3 separate regions of the Mus musculus genome follow, and regions 2 and 3 are each linked to region 1. The links are chromatin contacts, called in public promoter capture Hi-C maps. All regions are on one chromosome and are shown on one strand. Each heading gives the region's core, a stretch centred on a gene start, on an enhancer-like site or on the middle of the called end of the contact. The rest is flanking DNA. Distances are from core to core; before and after follow the strand shown.

Region 1 (3,553 bases), core at 396-2,895:
AGTTTGGCAGCAGGCTACACACGTTGTTTGTTTGCCATTATCTGTGCTTCTCAAGATACAGGGACAAGCTTTGCACAGTGTCAGTATGGTAGCCAATGAGGGTTATCCGAGGCTCGATTGATTCAAATTGAAAGACACAGGGACAAGAATTTGACACCTAGAAAATACCACTAATTGGCTTTGATTCAGAAACCCAAATGGCCAATGGGGTGGGCCATGACCTGGTAGGTGCTTGGAGAACTCTCAGGCACTGCTACCTCCCAGGAGCCAGGCAGCAGCCCAAAGGCCAGCCTGGATGTAGGGCATACCAAGGCTGTGCCTATCTTCTAGAGAGAACTGGACTTCCCTGTTGGAGCTTCTCTTCACAGCAGTGTTTGAGGCAGGGAAAACAACGAAGTCCCTTTTCTGTGTTCTCTTATACCTTAGAAAGGGTTTAAATATTTATCAGATCCTTGCTGGGTTGGCCTGCTTAAGCAGTGGGTCTTGCTGTATAAGGTGACATCTGTAATTGTCACAGATACAGTAAGAGGATCTGTTAGCATGGTTTGAGAAACTGGAGGAACCTGTGCCATGCCTAACATGAACTTCACCGGGTTAGAATGTTGATCAACAGCAGTTACATCATGTAACTAGTGTGTGAAGATGGTGTCCCCCTCTTTTCTTCCCCCTTAAAGTCATACATGCACATAATTTAAAAATGAGAACTTGTGATGGGAAATGCCAAAAAGCTGCCCAAGTACAGCTTTGTTGTTAGCCTTCTATGAGATATGTATCTGTGCCTCTGAGAAGTACTGCAGAGTCTGGAGGGGCAGGTGGCTCACCCGAAGCCCACTCTGAGAGCAGTAACTTGCCTCTTGGGTATGTGGGATTTTTTTCAGCCTGGGAATGTTCTACCTAAGCCCACAAATCCATTTTCAGCCTTCAAACTACATGTGTCTTTACATCTGATAACTGGGTCTCCTGCTCAGGGCTTCAAGAGCTCCTTCTATGCCTTCTCATTTGATTGACATCCAGGCTTTTAGAAGGGTTCTGGGCAGACACCCTGCTGAGCTCCACTTTCACCTGCAGATCCAGGTGAGCTTGGCACCCTCCTCCTGTGTGCTGATGACAGTTGGTCTTTTTCCTTGGTTTCTCTGAGCTCTAGATCCCCATGTGTCTCTGCCATGGGCATGATGCTCTTGAAGCTCCGCTATAGCTCTCTCACATCATGTGTTATGTATGCCAGGAAACATTTGTGAACCCCCGAAAGATCACCAAGGAGCTGAATCCAATGCAGTTGCATTAGCGTCTCCTTATTCAAGCTGGAGCTTGGGCTCCCAGGCATCCCTTGCACAGTAGGAAGGTGGAGCCCTGAGCCTAGTTTTAGGCAAGCATGATAGAAGCAAGAAGGGACTATCTGACTGGGGAGCCATTATAACCTTTAACATAATTGGCTGGTACTGGGAACCAAATCATAAACTTAACTTCTGTTTTCTTCCTGTTTGGTGGTTGCTAAGAAGTGAGGTGTTTGTTAGGGGCAGGCTTTTAATCTGGAGAAACAGATTTGTTGGGGAATAACTTGGAAACTGGTACTAGGCACAGGTCTTGTGGAAGGGGGTGGGGGTGGGGTTGGAATCTGGTAACCTGGAAACTGGTGCTAGGTGCCAGTTGGTTAATAACTCACGTTCAACCTTAGGTTAGGTTTTCTAAGATGGAGTCTGAACCCAAACGATTTGGTCTCTCACATGCAGACTGGAATTGAACCTAGGTCATGTAGAAGGACAGCTAATGCTCTTAACCCTTGGGTATCTTTCCAGCACCCTATTTTTTTTTTTTTTTTTGAGGAACATCCATGTTGATTTGATTTCCACTCTGAATGCACTAATATATATTCTCACCAGCAATGATTATAGATGGTAGTGAGCCACCCTATGGTTTCTGGGAATTGAACTCAGGACCTCTGGAACAACAATCAGTACTCTTAATCACCGAGCCATCTCTTCAGCCCTGCTTTCCCCCTTTTCATCTTTTTTTTTTTTTTTTTTTTGTAGGAACCATCTTTTATTGGGGGAGGGCTCATCAATTCTTCTTGGCCGCCAACTTCCTCATGGCTGCCAGCACGTTGCTCAGCTCCTCCCGCTTTCTCTTGGCGCGGATGTGCGTGCCCACTCTCTTCTTGATGAACTTGAGTGCGCGCTTGTCCTTGGACACTTTGAGCAACTCCATGGCTCGCCGCTTGTAGGGCGCGAAGCCGCACACCTCCCGGATCATGTCCTGCACGAACTTGGTGTGTATGGTGGGGCGCCCACGTCGCCGGCTGTGTCTCGGCTTACTGACATTTTTTGTCACCTTGTGGCCCTTGTTGAGGCCCACGGCCATGGGGTAGCACAGAGCCATGGCTGCTGCTCTCCGATGGCGGCCGGGACAGGAAGCTTCATCCTTTCTTTTATTTTACAATATTTTAAATTTATTCATTTCATACATGAATGTAAGATATTTTGATCATGTTCTCCCAGCATCCCCTTCTTTTATTTACTTCTCACTCCCAACAGTTCTGTCTTTCCACTCTCATATCCTTTTTTCTTACTCTTCTCTCATATATAACATCTCAGCCATAGTTTCCCCTTCCTCTTCTCCTCCCAGTCCCTCCATCCCACCTCCCTTCTCCTTCAGATCCACCACTCCTAGAAAGCATCAGATTGTCTTCCAAGCAGCAAGGATGAGGGTCTCAAAGCCCACCCCTACACTTCCTCCAACAAGGCCATGCCTAATAGTGGCTGCCACTCCCTGGGCCAAGCATCTTCAAACCACCACACCTTGTAATATGAAGGTGTTCCTGTGTGGATGAGTTTATTTTGTCAACTCTTCTTTTTCTCAGCAACTACTAACTAACACAAACCATAGATACTTGTCCTTAAAGCTTTGAGACTGTCTACCATCAGCACTTGTAAGTCTCCCAGACCTTTTGAGCTCATTTCCATGTATGGGGTAAAGAGGGAGTCTAGCCAGGCAGCTGATCGTCCTAAAGCCACTTGTGGGGAGAATCTTATTACCTCGTGGTGTTGTTGTGACAAAATTTTCTTTCGTTTTGTTTGAAGGTTACAGTGGATTGAATTATAAACAACGTCATGGGGCAAGATTTCATTTTATGATGACAGTGTAAGTGAAGTGAATTGTCTGATACTGCCACCAGATGGCAGTAGTGCCCCATATTTTGCCTATTTCTTATTTCCACTTCCCCAAAAGTGGGAATAGGTTTTAACCAAATACCAAATATCCTCCACAAATCATTCTTTGTCTTTCTTGCCCTCTTGATGAACTTGACTTTGGCCACTCCAGTGCTGTGACTCTTGTTCCTCTGTTATTGTTTTCTTGGCTAGCTTGAGCCTGACTTTTCTGTTCCACGGTGAAGGGGTGAAATTCGTAGGGAGAGGCCATGCTTTGGGTTGCTGGGGAGGATGTGAAATAGAATTCGATTCAGACTCAGCGATAAGAGGTTCATGATATGAAAAATGGAGAGTTTGATCCAGCTGGTCTCAACTAACAAGAGGCCTGGCAGGAATGTGTGCTCACC
Region 2 (3,553 bases), core at 329-2,828, 2.0 Mb after region 1:
ACTGTGCGCCCATCGCTACCATCCACATCCACCTTACGGCAACTCTCCCCTCCCCTTGAATTCTCTTTCTACCCAATTATGACATCTTCTAGCTCCTTCATTATGAGGGCAGTACACGCTCTCACTCTCGTGTTCATCTCCTTTTGAGAGACATTTTCTCTCTTTCTGAAAACATAAAACTGTTTAATAGTTCCAAATGTAGAAAGGACCACATAAACCATCTAAAGAATGTTTTAGATGATTATTAGCCTGAGAGACCTTGAAACAAAATGACTTATTTTAAAACCAGGCCAAATTGATGACTAAGTATCTGCCCAATCTGACCCTTAGTTTAGTTTGAGAATTTAGATTTGAGATTGCTGTGTCATCTGTTTTGTTTTTGTTTTGTTTTTTTTAGAAGCCAGCAACTGGCTATTTTGTTAAGTTTTATAGTTTATAAATGACGGTAACTAACAAAATGTTTTAACACTCTTCCTTCCCCACCTCTTGCAGACCAAGTACACTGCTCCAAAAGCTCAATGGAGATTGGCTAAAACCTCTTCTCCCAGCACAAGGGTGACCTTGTGGTCCTGGGAGCAGCTGCTGTCAATGCCAGCTCATGCTTTTAAGGGTGACCACCCAGTGTTGGAGCAGCTGCAGCTCTGATCCCAGAGATCTTGCCCTAGCTAGGTATCCCTGAGACTGGAAGGGTCAGACAGGCTTAATAGAACCAGTGATTTCTGGCTTGTTAACTAATCTAATCAATAGGGGCCTTAAGCTCTCTGGCTCCATTTATATTCTACCAGTTCTTGGCCTGGGTTCCTCAAAGGCAAATCCGGATCCTCCAAATACACAGATAAGACTTGGAGGCACTCCACAGGTACCCGCTTGTGCGCTTGTGTTTGCAGATACGGGGTGGCAAACCAAAAAGGATGAAGACTCCTAGGCACCCTGTTTGTTCTTCACCGGGGTTAGACAGAAGTCTGGGCTAATGTGGAATTAATAGTTCTGTGTTACTAAACTTCCACGCCTGCGCCACCGAAGGAGCCCTGCCAGATAGAACTAGAACCCCATCCCCCACTCCAGGGACAAGCAGAAACATCCGCCGCCCGAGCAAGTCTCTGCGCGTCTTGGCAGCCTCCCTCCCCAGCCCTGCTCACCAGCTGTCCCTAGAGAAGGCGCGAAGGAACCAGACACCAGGAGCCAGGGAGGACCGCATCTTGAGGCGCCGGCACTCGAAGCTGAGACTATGGAGGGTGCAGAGCCGGCGCGCGTCCCGGCCAGCGGCGGCAGCGATTTAAATGCCCCGCCGACTGGCCCGCCCCAGGCAGGCCCATGGCCAGAGCCTCCGCCCCTTGAACATGACCGGCCTGCCCTCTAGGTCGCGCCGAGTGCAAGTCCTAGCTATCCCTCTGTGCTCACTAGCCACTGTTTTCTATGTACTGCCATCTGTTTTCTCGAACTTTCTCTCCTAGTCAGAAACCAGCAGTCTTGAGTTTCCTGGGGCTCCTCTTTCTTGTCTGGGCTTTTCCATTTCACTACCCACGAGGGGATGGGGAACTGAAAACAGCAGTCCTACAAGTCATCAACTCTGTGTGACGTTGGGTTTCCTGCAGTGCTACCTGTCTTGAGCAGTTCTGTGCCCTGACACAAAGCAAATCCGGTGCTCTGTGTAAGTGAACGCAGTGGGACCACCGCGCTGACTCATGATCTGCGGGCTCTCTTTGGGAGCCCTGGAAGTGTCTCAGGGAGGAAAATGATCCCCAAACCCACCTCTCAGGTTCTGGTTCTGCTTGCTCAGACGAATCTGAGTTCACTGAGTCTGCTGGAGCTTTCCTAAAGCTCCACTAGCCAGTAACTAACTATGTTGCCAATACTCCAATCTCCACTTTCCAGGCACGCAGCCAGGTGGCAGTGAAGAGCTACAAGGGTCTTCCGTGCTCATAAAAATGACTGCCTCTAGCTTAAAGATTCAGAGTAAATTTCCACCTATAAAAAGAAGCTGCGACGAGATTCTTGTGTACGAAACCAAGGGCAAAATACTGAGGGTGGAAAGGGAAAGTATTCGCCTCAAAAGTAAACTTTTTAATAGTACATAAAATAGGAATGGGTTTAGCCCTTACCCCACCCACTCCTAACTCTTAGGAGTGTCCAGTATTCAGAGCAAGGTCAAGGAGGTGCAGTAACAACTCCACCAAACAGTGGACTCAGGATAATGGGCTTGGCTTGTCAGCCCTGGTATCAAGCAGAAAAAGGGTAAGCAGAGTTATAAAACCCTTGGATAATACCAGCAGTTGGGAGTATGGGTCTAGTGCCAGAAATAAAGGCAACAAGTCAAGGGCAGGGGTAAAGGATTAGAGGAAGGAGAAGGCAATAGGCAGGAGGCACAAATGCCATGTCGTGTAAAATGCTGGAAACCAAGAGTATCATGTAGTACAATTCAGTGAAATCCCTAAGTACAGGGTCTAGGGAGATGGCTCAGTAAGAGCACTTCCTGTGCAAGCATGAGAACCGGAGTTTGAATCTCCAGCATGCACATAAAAAAGCAGGCATGGCTGCCCAGGCCACTGACCTCAGCACTAGGAGAGGAAGACAAGTAGAGCTTGAAAGCCTCACTGGCCAGCCAGCCAGCCCCCCAAACCGAGTGTCTGTTATTCAGTAAGAAACCCTGTTGTAAGACAATAATGGAGAATGACAGAAGACACTCAGGGTCCTATTCTGGCCATCATATGTGCATACACAGGCAAATGTACCAAATAAAATAGACATACATACACACACTAAATAAATAAACTCCACATCCCTTTTTTACCATTTAGTGAAGTGGGGCATACATGGGTATCAAAATAGGTAACATGACTTTAAGCTCTCATCTGCCCTGGGCACTTCAAACCCAGGTGGCAAACACTCCTGATTAAACAGAAGACACACAGAGTGAGCTGGCATCCTCAGAATGGCAGCTACTGATTTCTAGAGGACTAAGAGAAGGATCTGGTTGCCATACAAATGAACCAAGGAAGCTGCAGCCATGCGAGGTTATTCAGTAAGTAGACATCAGTGGAAGAATGGAGAGACTATTGCCAGCGCTTCTGTGGTGCTAGCTAGACTTCAGCAGTGGAAGACAGCTGTCTCTCCACTTGAAAGATAGTCACACTGTTTGTTTCACATGCTTTTCTAGAGGTGTGCTGGTATCTTCCATAGTTGCATCTGCTGAGTGCTGGAACTGTACGGTGCTCATAAGCTCTTACTCTAAGTGCTCTGAGGCTGTAAGAGTATGTATGCCCCATTATGTGCCAACAAGTACTAAGGAGCAGAGCTCAAACAGTCTTTGCTGCCTATGGATTCGAGCCATGACTCCCTGTCCAGGCATTAGGATGGCACATGGGGCATGTCTATCACTTGCTCCTGTAGGTGACCTGGATGCTCTCTGCTTCCTGCTGCTTGAGACTGACACAGAGGGATATTACAACCCAGGTAATCCTTCTCCCCACTAACAGCACCTCTCCACTCCTGTCTCATCTTCCTGTTGTATCTGACACCCCCACACAGCATGTTCTCAAACCCTGTGAGATGT
Region 3 (3,553 bases), core at 557-3,056, 1.4 Mb after region 1:
ACAAAGGCACATAAAGCTTGCTCAAGAACACAAATACAGCCAGGCGTGGTGGCACATGCCTTTAATCCCAGCACTCGGGAGACAGAGGCAGGCGGATTTCTGAGTTCGAGGCCAGCCTGGTCTACAAAGTGAGCTCCAGGACAGCCAGGGCTATACAGAGAAACCCTGTCTCAAAAAACCAAAAAAAAAAAAAAAAGAACACAAATACAACCAGGATCAGCTGAGTGTGGAGATCTGAAATTAGGCAGGATGCCGCCAGGGTCTTTTCATTATCTCATTTAAAATTCTAAGACACATGATTTGTTAGGAAAACAATTCTTTTATAAAAGAAAATTTTATAAAAGTAAAATTAAAAAAAAAAAAGAAAGAAAAGAAATTGGACCGTCAAGCACAGGCTTGTCATACCTACCTGGGAGGCTACAGTGTACAAGTTCAAGGCCAACCTAGGCAATTTAACAAGATTTTGATCTGAACAAAAACAAATGTAAGAAGAAATTTGGTGTTTTACAGGCCTAGAAATGTAGCTCATGGCAGAGCATAAGCCCAGCATGAGTGATGCACTAGGTTCAATGTCTACCATCACAAAAGAGGAGGAACAGGTGTGGATGTGCTTCACTCACTCAGAGCCTTGATGTACAAATGCGAATATCCATGCTCTTTGCCACTTGAAATAAAGGACTTTTTTTAAAGTGTGTACTCAGACAACAGGTGGAAAACTAAAGCAAACAAACAGGTAATATTTAAATTAGGAAGACCATGGTAATGGCCAGGCAGGTTAAGCCTCTTGCTGTCAGGCCTAATGATCCCTCCAAACCTTCAACAGAACCAGCTCCTGCAAGTTGTCTTCTGACCTCCACAGGTGCACGCACCATAGCACGACAGACAGACAGACAGACAGACAGACACACACTGCAATAAAAAATTAAAATGAGGACTCAAACTTACTCTCCATAGGCACCTTCTCCCAAAGTTTGCACCAAATCCCAGTCTTCCACAAAAGGCACTGCCATGACTCCAAGCACAGCGACTGTAAAATGCAGGATCCCAGAAAATACTGGGGATGAGTGTAAACTCTCATCACCTGTAATGCCACTGAGCCATGTCTCCTGCTATGATTCCGCACGACTTTCTTTTCATCTTACATCTGAACCATATTTACCCACGTCATAATACTGAACTTGAACATTTTGTCCTGTTTATCACAAATCCTGTTTCCACGTTTGTCCTCCGTCCGCCTTTATGCAAAACTGAGCACTTGCTTGGCTCCAGGGTTGCAAGACAAGAGCTTTCGGGTGAATGATCCGGAAAGGGAGTTGCGGGCAGGTCAGGGTGCGGGGGTGGGGAGCAGCTGGGTGTAACTACGGTAATTACTGCCAGAGCAGCCCCTCCTCCCACCCGCTCACTTCCAATTCCCACCCCAACGGCACGTGTCCCCAGCACCGGGAGGGAACAGGGCGGGGCCAAGCCGCGGAGAGAAGCGGGAGGCAGGGACCCCTAGAGCCGGGAAAGCATGCGAACCCCGGAGCCTTACAATCGCTCTGGTCCCTTTATGCTGGAGAGCCACGGGCCACCCGCTCCAGCCCGGGCTCCGGGCGGCCCTCCCACCTCTCTGCTAGTCTGGACCACTCCCTCCCCGCGCCCGTCCACACTAAACAAGCCCTCTGGGTCCTTTGCTGGAGTTCTTTCCCACTGTTCAGGACGCCCTTCTCACCAAGCAGTCCTTTGCCAGCTGCCACAGGAATCCAAATGCACAGCTTTTCCCGCCAAAACCTGCTTGCGTCATGCTGTCGCAAAAGCGCACACCTCTGCCGTAAAGCGGGCCGGCGCGCGTTGTCCTATCCCAGGCTCTGCAGAGGAGCGACTTCAGTAGACCGACCGCGCAAGGACCCTTCCTTCTAATACTGGCTGAAATTCTGATGTGGCCGTAGTTAAGACACAAGCTGACCAGATTTGGTATTGACGACTGCTTTGGTGAGAACTGATCTCTGAGTCCGAATGAAATGGAAATGGCACGGGGCGTGTGCCACGCCTTACGTTGCTCCACAGAGGCACCGAAGCCTCCATCCAGACTGCGCCACCAGTTGGGCCAAGAACCCAGGTTCCCTGCCACTCAGAGCCTGCAAAGGCTGCACCGTTAAGTACGTAAACCGACCTGCTCTTGACCTCGGAGCCCCAGGGAGGAAGGCTCAAACTAAGCGACACAGAGTGCTCTGTAAACTCAATTGTGCCCCCCTTAGTATTCGAATTGAGAAGCTAGCAACTGCTGCTGGAATTCTGAAAAAAAAAAAAAAAAAAAACGAAGGAAAGCAAGTGTGGTGGTGCATGCTTGTAGACCTAGAACTTGGGAAGCGTAAGCAAGAAGATCTTGAGTTCAAGGCAATCCGAGTTATACAGGGTTAGTCTTACCAAAAAAAAAAAAAAAAAAACGAAGGGGAAAAAAAACCACATCGCCGCGGATGTGTGAGGGGAAAGTGCAGTGAGAGTCACCAATATTGCCTGAACAGGAGGCTCCAGAACCAGTTAAATCTTTTTTTTTTTTTTGGGGGGGGGGGGACACACGACTATTTGCCTGTACTAGCTTTCTTAAACAAGCACGGTGGCCCACCACACTATAGAGATAAAGCAGGAGATACCCAACCAAGATGCTCGCTTTCAAGAAAAAACAAACAGCAAAGTAGACTTAATGGTGACTCATCTATAACCTCAGTCTAGGGAGGTTGAGCCAGGGAAAGTGATTCAGGTTGGTCAGCCTGAGCCAAGGGTGTGTGAGTGTGTGTGATCTTATCTAAAAAAAAAAAAGGAGGTGGGTTGGGGAGCACAATCAATATTCCTTAACTAGGCTAGACTTATGGCATAATGGTAGAATGCCTGCCAAGCATACAAAAGTCTCATAATAGAGAAATGTCAATTCTAAGAAAAGGGACTTGGATACAAAAAATAAGGAAACAATGAAACCATGTGCTGGCTAGTCAAGTGCATTGCCTCTGAGCTACATCTCCAACTCCATGAAATCTAACCTGGAAATGTTTAAACTTAAACCATGTTATCAGTTTAGGGTTCGTGTAATTAAAAACAAGCTATTAGATTATTTCCATTTCTTTGTGATTTCCTGTGTATATTCTGAAATCTACAAGAGGTTGATTTAGTCTTTTTTTTTTTTTTTTTTTTTTGGTTTTTTGAGACAGGGTTTCTCTGTGTAGCCCTGGCTGTCCTGGAACTCACTCTGTAGACCGGCTGGCCTCGAACTCAGAAATTCACCTGCCTCTGCCTCCCAAGTGCTCTTAAATGGAATCTAGGTTCCTCTAGTCTTAAATGGAATCAATGTCTTATTTCCTGGAAAAGACACAGTATCAGAGTTCTGACTTGGAGAAGAGTGTGTATATGTGTGTGTGTGTGTGTGTGTGTGTGTGTGTGTGTTTATGTGTTTGTGTGTACACCTATACCAACAACAGGGAGGTGAATGTAGGAAGACCAGTTCAGGTTCACATTGGTTATATAGAAAGCTCAAAGATAACCTGGAATAAATTAAATACTGTCTCAAAACACCTAATGT

Evidence for each region. Capture Hi-C pulls out chosen DNA fragments and counts their contacts.
Region 2: a promoter capture Hi-C map of liver shows a contact between it and region 1, with 3 times the contacts expected there. The contact joins the promoter of Slc37a2 here to the promoter of 4933422A05Rik in region 1. A contact is called at or near these places in 2 of 39 promoter capture datasets (cranial neural crest and pre-B cells), 1 of 115 datasets of contacts at active chromatin or transcription factors (astrocytes) and 1 of 9 other capture datasets (liver).
Region 3: a promoter capture Hi-C map of liver shows a contact between it and region 1, with 5 times the contacts expected there. The contact joins the promoter of Chek1 here to the promoter of 4933422A05Rik in region 1. A contact is called at or near these places in 5 of 39 promoter capture datasets (cranial neural crest, frontonasal cranial neural crest, hippocampal neurons and 2 more), 13 of 484 Hi-C or Micro-C datasets (the Ba/F3 cell line, CD4 T cells, CD8 T cells and 8 more), 7 of 115 datasets of contacts at active chromatin or transcription factors (the 230-238 cell line, astrocytes, differentiating embryonic stem cells and 3 more) and 3 of 9 other capture datasets (adipose tissue, liver and macrophages).

Annotation. Positions count from the first base shown.
Region 1 is chr9:35,279,460-35,283,012 of GRCm38.p6, forward strand. 4933422A05Rik (RIKEN cDNA 4933422A05 gene) reads left to right here and starts at 1,646. Exons shown (of 5, transcript NR_040715.1): 1 at 1,646-1,747; 2 at 3,078-3,138. It also overlaps the pseudogene Gm5614.
Region 2 is chr9:37,254,160-37,257,712 of GRCm38.p6, forward strand. It overlaps Slc37a2 (solute carrier family 37 (glycerol-3-phosphate transporter), member 2), which reads right to left and starts at 1,579. Exons shown (of 19, transcript NM_001145960.1): 1 at 1,140-1,579. The coding sequence starts at 1,198.
Region 3 is chr9:36,724,852-36,728,404 of GRCm38.p6, forward strand. Chek1 (checkpoint kinase 1) reads right to left here and starts at 1,807. Exons shown (of 13, transcript NM_007691.5): 1 at 1,712-1,807; 2 at 946-1,027. The coding sequence starts at 1,010.